Linked DNA regions of Sus scrofa: regions 2 and 3 are each linked to region 1. Evidence: chromatin contacts called from public promoter capture Hi-C data. All regions are on one chromosome and are shown on one strand. Each heading gives the region's core, a stretch centred on a gene start, on an enhancer-like site or on the middle of the called end of the contact. The rest is flanking DNA. Distances are from core to core; before and after follow the strand shown.

Evidence for each region. Promoter capture Hi-C pulls out the DNA fragments that hold promoters and counts their contacts.
Region 2: a contact with region 1 is called in a promoter capture Hi-C map of liver, with 4 times the contacts expected there. The contact joins the promoter of CANT1 here to the promoter of LOC110255953 in region 1. A contact is called at or near these places in 1 of 5 promoter capture datasets (liver) and 1 of 2 datasets of contacts at active chromatin or transcription factors (alveolar macrophages).
Region 3: a promoter capture Hi-C map of liver shows a contact between it and region 1, with 3 times the contacts expected there. The contact joins the promoter of LGALS3BP here to the promoter of LOC110255953 in region 1. A contact is called at or near these places in 1 of 5 promoter capture datasets (liver) and 2 of 47 Hi-C or Micro-C datasets (embryonic fibroblasts and subcutaneous adipose tissue).

The regions. Positions count from the first base shown.
Region 1 is chr12:3,725,790-3,730,698 of Sscrofa11.1, reverse strand. LOC110255953 (probable low-specificity L-threonine aldolase 2) reads right to left here and starts at 1,957. Exons shown (of 7, transcript XM_021066526.1): 1 at 1,660-1,957; 2 at 12-95. The coding sequence starts at 1,861.
Region 2 is chr12:3,186,451-3,191,359 of Sscrofa11.1, reverse strand. It overlaps CANT1 (soluble calcium-activated nucleotidase 1), which reads right to left and starts at 2,738. Exons shown (of 5, transcript XM_021066517.1): 1 at 2,624-2,738.
Region 3 is chr12:3,209,947-3,214,855 of Sscrofa11.1, reverse strand. LGALS3BP (galectin-3-binding protein) reads right to left here and starts at 2,421. Exons shown (of 7, transcript XM_021066516.1): 1 at 2,269-2,421; 2 at 837-912. The coding sequence starts at 888.

The sequences.
Region 1 (4,909 bases), core at 708-3,207:
CCCATGCTCACCAGAGATGAGGTTGGCCATGGTGTTTGTGGGCACAAACAGGGTCCGCTCCACCCCGAGCAGCTCCGCAGCCGTGGCCTGCAGCTCTGGGGGGGGGGGATGGGGGCGGGAGCCCATCAAAAAATGGCCCTTCTCCGGACTCTCTCCTTGCCGACCCCATGAGCCCCTTGTCCGGATGAGGGCGCCCTGCCCAAGGCTGCGGTGAGTGGCCGAGCAAGACGCCAGCTCCGGTCGGCCAGCTGCAGTCTGTGGTCTTGGTGACCTCACAGGGTCCAGGGGCCCCTCAGTCAACCCTCTGCGCCCTGCCTCTTTCTGGGCCAGCTTCTCCCCCCACATTGAAACTCTGTGGTTTGAACCCCCGTCCCACCCAGACCTCACACCTGTCTCACTTCCTTTCCCATCAGTCCCTTGCAGGTGGGGCCCTGCGGTTTCCTTGCTGACTTCCTCTCCCAGAACAGAGGACAGGAGCCCTCAGAAGGGGAGACTCTGGGGGACTTGAGGGGGGCTGGAAGGGGTGGGGCTTCCTGCTTCTGCTTTAAAGCGCACTGTGGCTCCCCTCTGCCTGCGGCATCAAGTCCGAACCATGACATTCAAAGCTGGTGGGATCTGGCCTCTGCCTCCCCCTCCCGGCACAGCGGTGGCCCCCCTCCCCCCCCGCTCCAGCCGCACCCTGTCCAGATCCTGAGCCTACTCCTCAGCACTGTGCCTCTCGTTCCCCAGCATTCCCTTCCCTGCGCGGGGCCGGGGTTCGGGGTGGAGCACGTCACTCTTCTTTTAAGCGGTTCCTTCACAGAGTCGCCCTTTCCTGTAAGTCCTGTGCCTCCCTCACCCACCCCCAGTCCCCAAGACACGCTCTGCGGACGCCTGCTCACCCCAGCACCTCCTTCATCCCAGGGGGGTAACTGTCTATGCAGCAGGCTGCCTGCTGAGCAGTGGCCCAGCATCTTTGAGGCTCCAGGCGACAGTGGGTGTCTGCTGGATGCATGATCAGCGCCATCACCACCGGACGCATAGCCATTCCCTCAGGGCTCAGGTGGTGACCCTGTGGCTTGGCCCTGGCACGGCTACCGTTGTATGCAGCCCAGCCATAGCATTGGCTCACCCTGGCAGCAATTCTCAACCCAGGGTGGGGGCACCGGTCACCTTGAAAACACTGGTGGGGTTTTTAGAACCCACTCCTCGGGAGGTGCAGCCTGTGGAGAACCCCTTTTCTAGACAGATTTTCTGTTTGTTTTCATGTGGGCAAGTGGTGGGTTCTAGAGTGAGACGATCTGGCTTCACATCCTGCTTTGCCATTTTCTAGGTATGGGACCTCGAGCCCTTGGCTTGGCTTCTCAGAGCCCTCCTCTGCAAGATGAGCTAACATCCAGCTCATGGGCAGTGGGGCCCCACCGGGTCGTGAGCCCACGAGTCACCGGCCGTCCTCTTAAGTTGCAGATTCTGGCTCAGCAGGTCCGCTGTGGGACCCGAGAATCTGTATTTCTAGCAGGCTCTCGAGTGACAGGTCAGACTGAGTTGCAAAGGTGCCAAGCGCAATGCCCAGCCAGCAGCCGGGCCGCCACCCCTGGGTCCCAGGCCACCTCTCCTGCCAGCACCTCGGACAGCGCGCTGGGGTCGCCGCGAGGACCCCGGCCTGCACGCCGGGCTCACCGCGCACGGTGGGGTCCTCGCCATAGTCGTCGTCCCCCACGACGGCCTCTGCCATGGCGCGCCTCATGGCCGGCCCGGGCTGGGTAACCGTGTCGCTGCGCAGGTCCACCACGTGCGTCGGGACCCCGGCCAGGCTCCCAGACCCCCGCGCCCAGAGGGCCCAGTGCCGCCGGGCCGCGGCCCGGGACAGGCTGGAGAGCATGGCGGGGGCCGCGCCGGCCCCCTGCCCCGACTCTTCCCGGCGGGAGCGGCCCGGAGCGGCGGGGCAGGGCTTCCCGGACTTCGGCCGCGGCTGACCAGGGCCGGGGTGGGGATGGGGCTCGGCGTGCAGGGAGTTGTAGTTCGGCCGTCAGGGCCCCGCGGCATGCTGGGAGTTGTAGTTCAGCCGTCGTCGCGGCGGGCTGCGAGCGGGCGCGGAATGCGGGAGAGGAAGGGTTCACCCCGCTTACCCAGGAGGAGACGGAGACCAGGCAAGTGGTTACAGAGCAGACGCTCGTGTGCCTCTTCCCGTCGGCCCGCAGCGTCCCGGGCACTTTGTAAGTGTGGGCGTAGGTAAGCCTCCCAGCAGCCCTTCGAGGGCAAGTACTGTTACCACCTCGTTTTGCACGGGGGGAAACTGAGACGCACAGAGCCAGTGAACGGCCCTAAGGTCGCTTGACCAGGAGAGTCCAGCTCTGAAGCACTGTGTTACCTTTGCCCACGAAAAGTAGCTTCCCTTAGGAGTTTCTGTCCTGGCTCAGCAGGTTAAGACCCTGACTAGTATCCACGAGGATGCAGGTTCGATCCCTGGTGTTGCCACATAGATCGCAGACACAGCTGCGGGCAGTTACAGCTCTGATTTGACCCCTAGCCCATGAACTTACATACGCGGCAGGTGCAGCCCTGAAAAGGAAAAAAAAAAAAAAAGGCAGCTTCCCATCATCTGCTTTTTTCAGTTGATGACCTACTGGTGATCAGGCTTTGTCTGGGTGCCAGCAGAGGGATGCAAAGATGGTGCAGCACATGGAGGTGTAATTAGAGGGGTGCACGGAGAGCCCCCTCCTCCACACCCCTGGCCCTGGAGGGGTGGACTGCCGAGGGCCCCTGCAGGGTAGTAGTCACGCCCGACTGACTTAATTGCCTACTTACCAGGGTGTGGCTTTGACAAGCCAGTTGACCTCTCTGTGCCTCAGTCTCCTTACATGCAAAAGGAGCTGTTTTGAGGATTTGGTGGCAAGGTGCTTTGTGCTGAGCGTGGTGCCTGCCTGGTAGTAAGTGCTCCGTATGAATGTTTGCCCTCTTACTGCTGCTGCTTTATCATGGTTTCTGGTCACATCCCGGGGTCCCCAGGCTTGGTGCTGCTGTGGGGTGCACCCTGACTCAGCCAAGGCTGGGCCTCCTGCAGGGTGACCTACCCTCACTCAGGGAGTGCCCAGCCCAGTTCGGCAGCTCCCCTTCCCGAGTGTAGGCCACAGATGTCTCTTCCCCACTGGAGGAGGTCAGTCCGGAGGGGCTACAGTCACCAAAGAGGCACCCGCAGCTCTGATCAGGGCACCCCTCAGCAAAGAGGACTCTCAGCCTTCACCTGACATTGACCTTCATCGGAGCTCAGCTGTGTGCCTGCTCCAGGTCGGGTCTGCAGATAAATGAGAGCAAGAGCGGCCTGCTCGTGGCGGTCAGACCCTTGGGGTGGGGACAGGATGCTGTCTGCTAGTGCTGGGAGAAGCTGCCTGTGGCCTCGTCAAGGCATCAGGGTAGGCTTCCTGGAGGAAGCAGTGATTGGGCTGAGCTTTGAAGGCAGAGCAAGGTGTTAATCAGACAAGGGCAGAGGGAACTGCATGGGGAAAGGCTTGGGGTAGTTGGCAGCTGGACTGTTTGAGGTCCTGCAAGAGGCCCAGCCTGGCTGAAGAAGGCAGCAGGGGCTGGTGATGGAGCCCAACAGCTACACCCGGGGTCAGGGCCACCTCCCTGGAACTTTCCACCTCTCCCCTGTGCCTGTGGGACCATTCCCAGAGGACGGAAATGGTGAGTCCCCATGGCGTCTGGGACCCGAAGGCTCCCATCCAGAGGAAGGGCTCGCTGTGCCCTCCCCCACCCGAGAGCCCTCTGGCCCTGACCCGCAATCTCCACCGAATTCCGGGCCCTTAGAAAACAAGCCCCTTATCTCAGTGTCTGGCTCCAGCCCTTCTGCTGGGAAGTGGGGGGCGGAGAGCAGAGGCCTCCGTGGGAAGGAAGGGCGGGGCTGCGGCCGCAGCGGTGGCTCTCAGGGGAGCAGGGAGAAGGGGCCAACCGCTGGCTCCCCAGGCACCGCAGAGCCACAGAATGGGCCCCGCTTTGCCACACCTCCCCAGCCCCAGCCTCCCTGCCAATGCTCCCAGTGGCCTCGGGGAGGGGCACTGGGCAGGGGCTTAGGGCTACCCGAGAATGCCACCAAGGTGTCACAGCTGGTCACCACGCTGGGCCTTTGTCCTCCCATAGCAGAACTGTTTCTCCAGGAAGCTGGCCTCTTCCTGGGAAGGTGGGGCCCAGGAGAGGGTGCTTCTGCCGGGTGGCTCCTTATCACCGCCTGCCTCTTCCCAGGGCAACTGGGCCAGCGTGGCCTCGCCCAATGCTGGCTGGCCAGAGTTGGGGAATGGTGGGCTCTCAGGGGACAAGGGCGGGGGCCTCCCTGGGCCACTGAGGCCTGTTTCTGATGTGTCAGCATGGAGGGAGGCCCTCTGACCAAGGCTTGGTCTCCCGGGGGTTGTCTAGGCACATGCATATGTGTGAAGGTGTCTTTTCCAATGTGCATGCTTGTTGGTGTGTCCATGCATGCAGGCACGCAGACGGGCGTGTATGCACGTGGGGGATATTTGTGACCTTGTATATAAGTCTGTGTTTGTGGGGGAAGGCATACGTCGGAGATGCTGGGGGTTCGGTTCCAGACCACGGCAATAAAGTGGCTACATGAAGTTTTTGGTTACTCTGTGGACAGAAAAGTTCTGCCTATGCTGTACTGTAGTCCTTTAAGTGCAGTGGCATTATGTCTAAAAACAAGGTACATACCTTCATTTAAAACACTTTTATTGCTGGCGTTCCTATCGTGGCGCGGTGGAAACGAATCCGATTAGGAACCATGAGGTTGCAGGTTCAATCCCTGGCCTCACTTAGTGGGTTAAAGATCCGGCGTGGCCATGAGCTGTGGTGTAGATCACAGACACGGCTCGATCCTGCGAGGCTGTGGCTGTGGTGTAGGCTGGCAACTGAAGCTCCGATTCGACCCCTGGCCTGG
Region 2 (4,909 bases), core at 1,489-3,988, 540 kb after region 1:
GGTCGGCTCCAACCTCACCCTCACTCGCCGTAACTGCATCTGTTGTGGGCCCCCAGGGCTGTCTGGAGCCCTACTCTACCTCCTTCCCACGGCCCGTTCCCCCAGCCGAACAGAGACGGAAGTGGGGACCTGCTTCAGCACCGGGAGCTGTGAGTTCTAGCTAACACCTGGACTTACTACAGATAAACAATCAGGATTTAAAAAAAAAAAAAGCAGGTCATTGAGGCTCAGTAGTTAAGGACCCAACTAAGATCTATGAGGACGCAGGTTTGATCCCTGGCCTTGCTCAGTCAGTTAAGGGTCGGGCATTGCCGTGAGCTGTGGTGTAGGTCGCAGATGCATCTCAGATCTGGCATGGCTGTGGCTATGGCTGTGGCTGGCAGCTACAGCTCCAATTCGACCTCTAGCCAGGGATACCTTCATATGTTGAGGGTGTGCCCCTAAAGGGACAAAAATTAATCAATTAATTAATTTAAAATGCAGTCAAAAAGAGAAAACTGAACTTCTTCCCAAACAGATTTCTCTATTACAAGGATTATTATTTTTTTTTCTAGTCGGTCACCTTCATCTAACAAAGAGAGAAATCAACACAGAAGTCCTTGAAAATCAATATAAAAGTTTTAGGTTCCCCTAAAGGTTGGCATTTAATAAGAGCTTGCCAGGAATCTCCACAGTCCAGAGTGTCACTGAAGCAAAAAGTATAATGCTGTCTTTTTTTTTTTTTTTTTTGCCAGTGTCCTAGGTGCCATTCCACGAACGTTTGAGCAATAGAGAAATGACTTCCTCATCACAGTGCAGACCCCGTTCAGGACCTGGACCACATTTCCAACTCTGAGATACTCTGTTGTCAAAGGAGAAAACACTAGAGCATTTATCCACCTACCCTACACAGTTGCCAAGTCGCTGCCCGAGAAGTCCTGAGACTCAGATCAAAGAGGCGAGTGTCTGTGGGAGCCTGCAACTGCTCACCTCAAAGGCCACATTCAGGGGGTGGGGTGGACACGGCCCCTCCGCCTGCACCCCGGGCCCCTCCTCGCTGCCCCTGTGCACACGATGCCTGGCACACGCACAGGGTAGGGTGAGACTGGCAGGCAAACAATTCCTCAAGTGCCAACAGCTTAAACCCACACACCCACACTGCTGTGAGCTATGAAGATGAGGTATGAACTACATTTGGGGTCCATCTTTAGGGGAAAGAAAGGAACCTTTCAGTTAACAGGAGGTATCAAATGAGAGCTACACCTCAATCGAGGGCTCACAGGGCAGCACAAAACGGAACGGATACACTTGCACCCTGTAACGTCACGGTGCCTGCTGTGAGCAGGTTAACTTGGACAAGGGAAAGAGTGAGGAGACTGAGAACCCTGTCCCCAGACCACAGCAGTGTCCTCGTGACAGTGCCGGAACAAACTGAAGACTCTCTGGGTGGACACCCCTACCGAGGGCAGAGGGTGGAGCTGGCCGCTCAGCGTGCCTCTCAGCTGGATAGAGGGCTCATTGAGGCTGTGGGCTGCTGTGGGAGGAGCCCCCTCGTGCCCACAGGCTCAGGCAGGGCTGCTCCACTCAGAGGTGGGGCTGGGGGCTGGAGGAGAGCCTGCAGCCCAGCCCAGCTCCTCAAAGGAGAGGAAGGAGAGGCCGCAGAGACCCCACAGCTCCCGAAGGACTGCAGCACTCGCTGCCTTTTCACAGACCCTCGGGACCCGAGGCTTTTGTCACGTTTTGGTCCTTACACTGAAGAGCCAGCAAGATTGGGTCAACATCAGCAGACGTGTGCTCCCAAACCTATGATTTGTTGAGAATGTGGCAGGAAAAGATGTCAAGCACATACCCCGAGACGGACATGAGAAATGGGGCTGGAGTGCTAAGACACACGGTCCCCTGGGAGACACCAGGATGCCTGGGAAAAGATGTATCTGGCAGACAGAAGGGGGAGTGCAGGTTTCAGTGCCTGTCAAGCCTAGGGACGCGGAGGGCAAGAGAAAGGCAGCAAGCAACAAGGACAGGCAAGGAGGCGCCCATCCCAGGGATGGTGCCCGTCCAGACCAAGTGGGGGGAGGGGAGGGGGGCGAGGCGAGGAAGGGACGGGGCAGCGGGGACGTCTGGGCGCCAAGGAAGGACAGTGAGCTGTGCTGAGGGGGAGAGGAAGGCTCGCTGCAGGTGTGACAAAGTGCCAGTCAGGCTCCCTAACGGTCAGGAGAGGCCCTGCATAGGTCAGAGGGCGGGCAGCGACATCGCCGGGGCAGGAAAAGGTTGTCCTCAGGGACTGTGTTCGTCAGGGTCAGAGGGAATGATGTCCCACCCTGGTCAGGGCGGGAAGGTGTCGGCAAGTCAGAGGGTGTTTGGAGTCCTGCAGTCAGAGGGGTGGTGTCCCGCGCTAGTCAGAGAGAGTTAGGAGTCCCAAACCCGAGCGGAGAGGTGTCCTGCAAATCGCGGGGGGTGGGGGGCGGTCCGCCATCGGTCGGGAGAAGGGGACAGTTTCTCCTAGTCAGAGAGTCGTCCCACCCCCGTCAGCGACGCAGGGGCAGGGGCCCCGCTCCGTCAGATGGGGAGGGAGCTTGCGGGGTCCGGGGCGCGGTCGGAGGGGGCGGCGAGCGCAGGCGGCCGCGGACAGGTGGCCACTTACCCGGTGCGGGCGGCTCCGGGGCCCGCGGACAGCGGGGCCTCGCTGCGGAAAGTGCCGGACCAAGCGGGCGGCCGACTTCCGCCCGGCGCGCTCGCCCCACCTCCGGGCCACACGCTCCCGGCAGCCTCTGCTCTGCGGCTGCGCGCCGGGCGCCGAACGGGACTGCTGGGAGTTGTAGTTTTCGCTGTTCAGAAAGCGGGTTCTGGAGGAAGAGTCTCCGGCCATGGGGTGGACCCCGGAGAGGGGCGCTGCAGTCTGCACTGCCCAGCCCCATTCCCGGCCCACTGCATTATTCTGGAACGTTGGCCAAGCGAAAATTGGAGGGGGATGGGATGAAGGCTATGGGGAAGGGGTTATCTTTCCTAAAGCAGAGATTATAGGACCCCTCGCCTGGAGGCAGAGAAGCAAAGACCCCTTTATGCCGCGCTGGTTCTCAGCCCCTGTCCTTGGTTCTTCTAATCGGTCACATCAGAAGGTGGACCATTTTCCGAAGCAAAGATCAGAGCACAGGTCTACAGGGCTGGAATGTCCTGGGAGGAGGAGGGTGTTGGGGATGGGGTGGAGGTTTCCCTGCCACTGCTTTGCAATCAAAGAACCCTCTCCCAAATCTGGGTCTCCTCCCCAGTCCCCGAGCTGTTTTAATGGAAGTGTTAAAAGGCATCCTTGCCCTTCACCTCTAAGTCCTGCAATGTACCTATTTTAGAAATCCTGACAAAAGCCCGGTAGCAGTGGCTCATCACCCAAGAGCTTGGCAAGGAGGGTGTCTCAGTGCTCTGGGGGTCTGCACCTGATTTAGCCATTCCAAGCCTGCAGACACCCACTGGTCTCTCTCAAGAGGCTTCTGTTAAATAGCAGATGCATAAGGGAAAATTCAAGTTATCTAAATGGTGCACAGTGAAAAATAACTCTCCCCGCTGCCCTATTCTGCACTCCCTGCTCAGAGACAATCACTACTACTAGTTTCTTGTGGTTATTGCTAGGGATAGTTTATGACACACAAACCAATCATAAACGCCTATATTAAATTACCTTTTTAAAATATCAAATGAGGAGTTCCCGTCGTGGCACAGCAGAAACAAATCTGACTAGGAATCTTGAGGTTGTGGGTTTGATCCCTGGCCTTGCTCAGTGAGTTAAGAATCTGGCATTGCCGTGAGCTGTGGTGTATGTCGCAGACGAGGCCGGGATCGTGTGTGGTTGTGGCCGTGGCGTTGGCTGACAGCTGTAGCTCCAATCTAACCCCTAGCCTGGGAACCTCCATATGCCTCGAGTGCAGCCCTAAAAAGCAAAAAAAATTAAAATAAAAATAAAAAATTAAAATTAAAATTAATGAAAATATACTAAACATGGTTCTGCCTTTTTTTTGGGGGGGAACACCCTTTTTGAATTCACTTGTTTCCCATCATGTGTTGAATCCCAGCCATACAGCACATGTATTATTTAAATTCTTCAAATCTTTTATTTGTTCAGATATCTATATCTATATATGCCCCGCAGCTTAAGAAGGAAAAATCTTAGCCCTGTGAGTCTTGAAATCCCCCTTGCTATTCGTCCCTGTTCCCAATTCCCTCCTGCCCCAAGGTAATCACAATCTTGAATGTTGTGCTAATAATCATTCGCTTGCTTTCTTTTCTTTTTCTTTCTTTCTTTTTTTTTTTTTTTTTTTTTTTTTGTCTTTTGCCTTTTCTAGGGCCACTCCCCAGACATATGGAGGTTCCCAGGCTAGGGGTCTAATCAGAGCTGTAGCTGCCGGCCTACACCACAGCCACAGCAACTTGGGATCAGAGCTACATCTGCAACCTACACTACAGCTCACGGCAACGCCAGCTCCTTAACCTACTGAGCGAGGCCAGGGATCGAACCCGCAAACTCATGGTTCCTAGTCGGATTCATTAACCCCTGAGCCATGATGGAAACCCTGCTTTATTTTCTAATTTTAGCAAATAGGTATGTATCCCTAGACTATATATATGCCTGTTATAACTTTCATGAAAACGAACTACAACTCTATGCAGTGGATGAGCGATTAGGTGGTTCCACAGACATTACTGAGTGTATTAATTTTACCAGCTGATGGCATATGTCTTCTTATTGCCTGATTACTGAGACGTTGCGTATCTTATAATTTTTGGCCACTTATAGTTCTTCTTCTATAGATGCCCCAATGCCTCAGTGCTGTTTTTAGAAAATAACCCATCCTTTCTCCATTGAGATGCGTGCAATGCCAGTTTTGTCACAGATCAAGTGTCTAGATACACATGGGTCTATTTGGGGGCTTTCTGTTAT
Region 3 (4,909 bases), core at 1,172-3,671, 520 kb after region 1:
GCAGGGGCAGTAAAGTTCTCCCCAACCATCCATCCATCCTCAAATGGGTCACCCCCTAGAGAGGAATACAAAATGTGCATAGACACCCCCCAAAGGCAAATGCCCCCTTCCGGGTCTCTGACGGCTGAGCCCTTCATCCCACAGATTGAGAAGAGGTGGGGGGGCTTTGTGCCCCCTGAGCGGGGGTAGCAGGACCCCAAGGGAAGAATGGCTGAGGTCCCCACTGACCCTGAGGGTGTCTGGGGTTTGGGGGGTGCAGCTTGGCACCGTGACAAGGACGGCTGGGAGGGGTGTAGGGTGCCTAGGGCAGCAGGCCCAGGGCGCCCCGGAAACAGAGACAGTATGCCAGGCGGGGAGGGAAAGCGGGGCCCCGCCCTACACATACGGTTCTCCTGGGACTCAGCCCACTGAGGCCCAGCCCCCACTGAGGCCTAGCCGAAGCCCACGGGGTCAGGCAGAAGCTGGGTGTCAAAGGGCAATTCTCAGACGGGGGTGCGACAGGCCTCCACGGGGTCACCCGGCCAGACGTCCAGGACTCCACAAGTTTGTGTGCAAAGGGCACCAAGCTTGTGGCCCTGCAGCATCTGACTGGTCTGTGGGCCCTTTGCCTGGTCCCTCTGGCTCCCCTGGATGAAATGGGGACTCCCTTGGAGACCCTCCAAACTTGCAGCCATGACCTGGGACACCCAGGGCTGCAAGCAGGAGGGAAGACCTGGCTGCCCCCTGGGACCCAGGCACCAGGAGGACACTGCCTGATTTTCTGCAAGGAGGGGTCAACCCTGCAGAGCTGGGGCAGCAGCTTCACAGACTGCGACGTTTCCTGGGGCTCAGCTCACCTTGGGTCCCTGTGACCAGCAGCCACATCCATAGGAGCCATAGAGGGGCCATGGCCTTGCCTGGCAGCACCTGGTCCTGCAGCAGAAGGAGGTGGCTGAGTGAGACGGCGGAGCCGGGTGGCCTCAGACCCTCCTGTTGGAGGGTGGCGGGCAGGCTGGGGGACCCCTCACTTTGTCTGAGGGGTGGTCTCTTGAGGACTCGCCCAGACGAAGAGGGAGGCTCTCGGGTAGTGAAAGCCAGGCCCTGGCCATGGTCGTCGGGGGCAAGGGGGTGGAGGCCAGGCGTGCGGGGCCCAGATTGGGAGGGTCCGGGGAGCCCTCTGCAGGGTGGGGCTCTAACTTCAGGCCATGGACCTTTACAGGAGTGCCCTGAGATCTGCAGCAAAGAACATTCTGGGGCTTCTGGGCCCCATGAGCTGTGGAAGGGAGGGGGCGGGGCAGGCAGAGGGATGCAGGAGGAGAAGGCCACAGAAACGGGGTGGGAGTGGAGGGCCGGGCAGCCGTGAGAGATGCTGGCCTGGGGGTCTGGAGGAAAGGGGACAGGGCTGAGGTTCGAGGGGGAGGCTGAGGGGAGGGAGCAAGATGAGCAGACAGGCTGGGCCCGCTCAGTGTGGTCCTGGCACAGCCACCTCTGAAGGCAGTGTCCCCAAGCAGCAGAGGCTCAGAGAGGTTAGAGACCACCAGGGCCACACAGGCAGCCCTGCTTGGACTTCCTGCCTCCATGTAACTCTCGCTGCTTTGCTTTTCCGGGTCCCCCATGCTGCCCTTCACCTGCCTTCCTCCCCCAGTGGCTGCACACAGGGGTGGGCCGGGGTGTCACTACCACTCTGGTTCAGTAAGAACCCTGGGACCCCCACACCACCCCAGGGTCCAGCAAGCAGGGGTGAGACCGCTTGCTGTTGTGGGTGCCCGTCAAGCCAGGGCCTGGTGACCCTGAGGTGGCGCCCTGGGCCTGCATGAACCAGACTCCCAGGGGCTCCCAGCACAGGGGCTCCCAGCATCCCTGGGCCAAGACTGCTCACAGGGGACTAGCCTGACCCTGAGAAATGGAGCCATTCAGGCACTTGGCATACGGCATGCAAATGTTACCACAGCCTTTCGGGTGGCCATGGCCACCCATTTTTGCCTAACTTGTTTGGGAAGTGGGACCCTGGCCCCCATTGGTGCCCTTGTGCTCTTCCTTTGGACAGGTTTAGCCTGGGCTGGAGCGCGCAAATCTGAGAGAGCACCCGGCCTGAATTCTGAGCCTGCCCGCCCCTTTGGGTGGTGTCCTTGTGCAGCGAACCGCCTGCCCAAACTGTACACAGAAATCCTTTTGGACATGGGAGCAGCAGTGATGGTGCCTGGGTTCAGGAGGAGCACCAGATCCCCAGCTGGGCATGAACAGGGACGGAGAGGGACACCCACCTGAGAGCAAGAGGCACGAGCTTACCTCCCCGGGGCAACTACTGATGGCTTCGCAGGATCCCTCTGCAGACCGACCATCAACCTGGAAAACCCTCCCAGGACTGAGCTTGGTTGGGCTGGTCCTAGGAAAGGCTTCAGAGAGCTCAGTTTAGTTTCAATTTCTAGAAAACCACCTGACACTGCTCTCTTCTGGGGTTGGCTGCTGCCAAGGCTCCCTGGCCGCCCCCTCAGCCCTGAGCGAGGGGTGGGGAGGGGGAGAAGGTGGGGGTGGCTGCCTCCCAGGGCCTAAGTCTGCATCCGGGCTGATTCTGCAGCCGGGCTGATTCTGCAGCCGGAGCAGGGTGGCTGCCAGCCACATTTGTATTTCAACCGTCTTCCTCCCGGGCTGGAGGGGCGCCAGGGGCGGGCGCTGGGGCGGGGCCACCGCTCTGAGCCACTTCCTGGGTCTCAGGCAAAGCCAGCAGTGGGGACACTGCCTCGGGGCTGCTCGAGTACTGTCCCCCCTGCTCTGAGCACTTGACACGCCTGACCCAACTGGCTCACTCCGGTGGGGCGGGCGGAACCTCTGGAGGGAGGTGAGTTGTCCTGTCGCCTCGCCCCCACGCCCTTTCCTTTCCAGAGAGCCAGTGCCGTGGCTCTCTGGGCACGCACCCTCGTCTCACCCCAGCTTGGGCAGCTCTCCTGGGCCGGACCTGGGCCCTGTGGGTCGGAGCGGATGGTGTCAGGGAGGCGTCGCGATCCCAGCCGGCCGGGGGTCAGCTTCAGACTCCTGGAGCAGGACCCTGTTGGGAGCAGGTGGCCTGGAGCTCCTGATGCCTGTGGTGGCCCAGACCCTGCTGAGGACATCCCAGCTGAGGATGGGCGAGGGCAGGCTGACAGATGGAGGACCCGAGGTCCTGATGCCATGGCGTGAGCCCCTGAGACCAGCTGGCCTGAAATTGAGGCCAAGCCCAGGCTGCAAGGCTAAGTGAGGCCATCAACACCCTCTTGCTGTCACCTGCACCCCAAGGCTTGGGACGAGGGTGACCCCCTTGGATGTCCCAATGCCCGTGGACCTGGCCTGCATGTGGGGATCACCCAGGCGTTTCACAAACTCCTGACGCCCAGACCTGTGATGCCTCAGTCCTTGGGGTGGGAGGGCACTGCCGTTAAAGCCCGCGGGTGGCTCCAACATGCAGCCAGGATTGAGAACCACTGCGGAGGCAGTTTGCCCAGCCACCAGGCCAACCATTCAATGAGTGCCCAAGAGGAGAGGAGCCCACCTCGTCCCCGCCAGAGAAGCTGAAGATCCGTGGCGGGGGTGGGGAGCAGCAGAAACAGAAGCGGCAGGAGAGCCTGGGGAGTCCTGACACCCCGCCCAGCTTCAGGAGCCTCGGTGCTGGGGACAGACATGCCAGCACTGTCACGTCTCCTAGCCTCCACTGGTTCCTGCCCCAGAAAGGGGCCATCAAGCTCCGGAGTGCAGGGGAAGCCCTTTGGGAGGTGCTGGTGGCAATGCCGAAAAACGCAAGTTGCCGAGTGTCCTGCTGGGTACGGAGGTCCCGACCTGGAACAAAAGCACAGGGGCTGTGCCCGGCTCTGGGGCCTCCCAGCCTTAGGCCCATTCAGGGACCCGGAACAGGCGTTGAGACCACGCCTCCAGAGAGGCGAGGAGAGACTCCGACAAGGACACCGACCGTGAAGGCCTCGAATCAGAGTCGGCCGGTGGCGACAGAGTGGACGCCACTGCTATTAGCAGGAAGTCACAGCCCAGATGTGCAGGAAGCTCCCTGGGGGCGGACAGAGACCAGAGCCCTCATGGGGTCTGCAGGATATTCTTTCACGCCTTCTCTCCATTTCCCTCAGCAAACATGGGGGGCCACCTGCTGCGCCTGTGACAGGAAGGGACACACTCAACAGTCCCCTCTTTAAGGATCAGAAAGCAGAGGCGGGGGGACACGCTCAGCTAACAGCTGGGGAGGCGAGAGTTGGGATTCCAATCCCCACTTTTCTTTCTTATTTCTTCCCCCCCCCCTTTTTTTTTCTTTGTAGACAAGCATCCTTGGCCTATGGAGGTTCCCAGGCTAGGGATTGAATCGGAGCTACAGCTGCCAGCCACAGCCACAGCCACAGCCACTCAGGATCCAAGCCACGTCTGCGACCTACATACATCACAGCTCATGGCAACATCGGATCCTTAACCCACTGAGCGAGGCCAGGGATCGAACTCGCATCCTCACTGATGCTAGTCAGGTTTGTTACTGCTGAGCCACAACGGGAACTCCCCCCTTTTCATTTCTTTTTTAATTTTCTGTTGGCAGCATGCGGAAGTTCTGGGGCCAGGGATCAAACCTGTGTCACAGGAGGGACAAGGCTGGATGCTTAACCTACTGTCCCACCAAGGGAGCTCCTTTTCTTTCTTTTTAAAAAAACTATCTTGAGATAGAATAATGTATACACAATAAAATGCACCAGTTGATGGGTTTTGACAAATGCCTAAGAGGGCAACCATGACAACCACACCATAGAGAACATTCTTGTCATCCCCAATGTTCTCTCGCACCCTTTGCAGGCAATCCCCTCTGCCAGCCCCAACCCTGGCAACCTGCTGTCACCGCAGCTCTGGGAGCTCTGGAATTTCATATAAATGGAAACACGATATGTAACCTTTAACCGAGCACATGCTT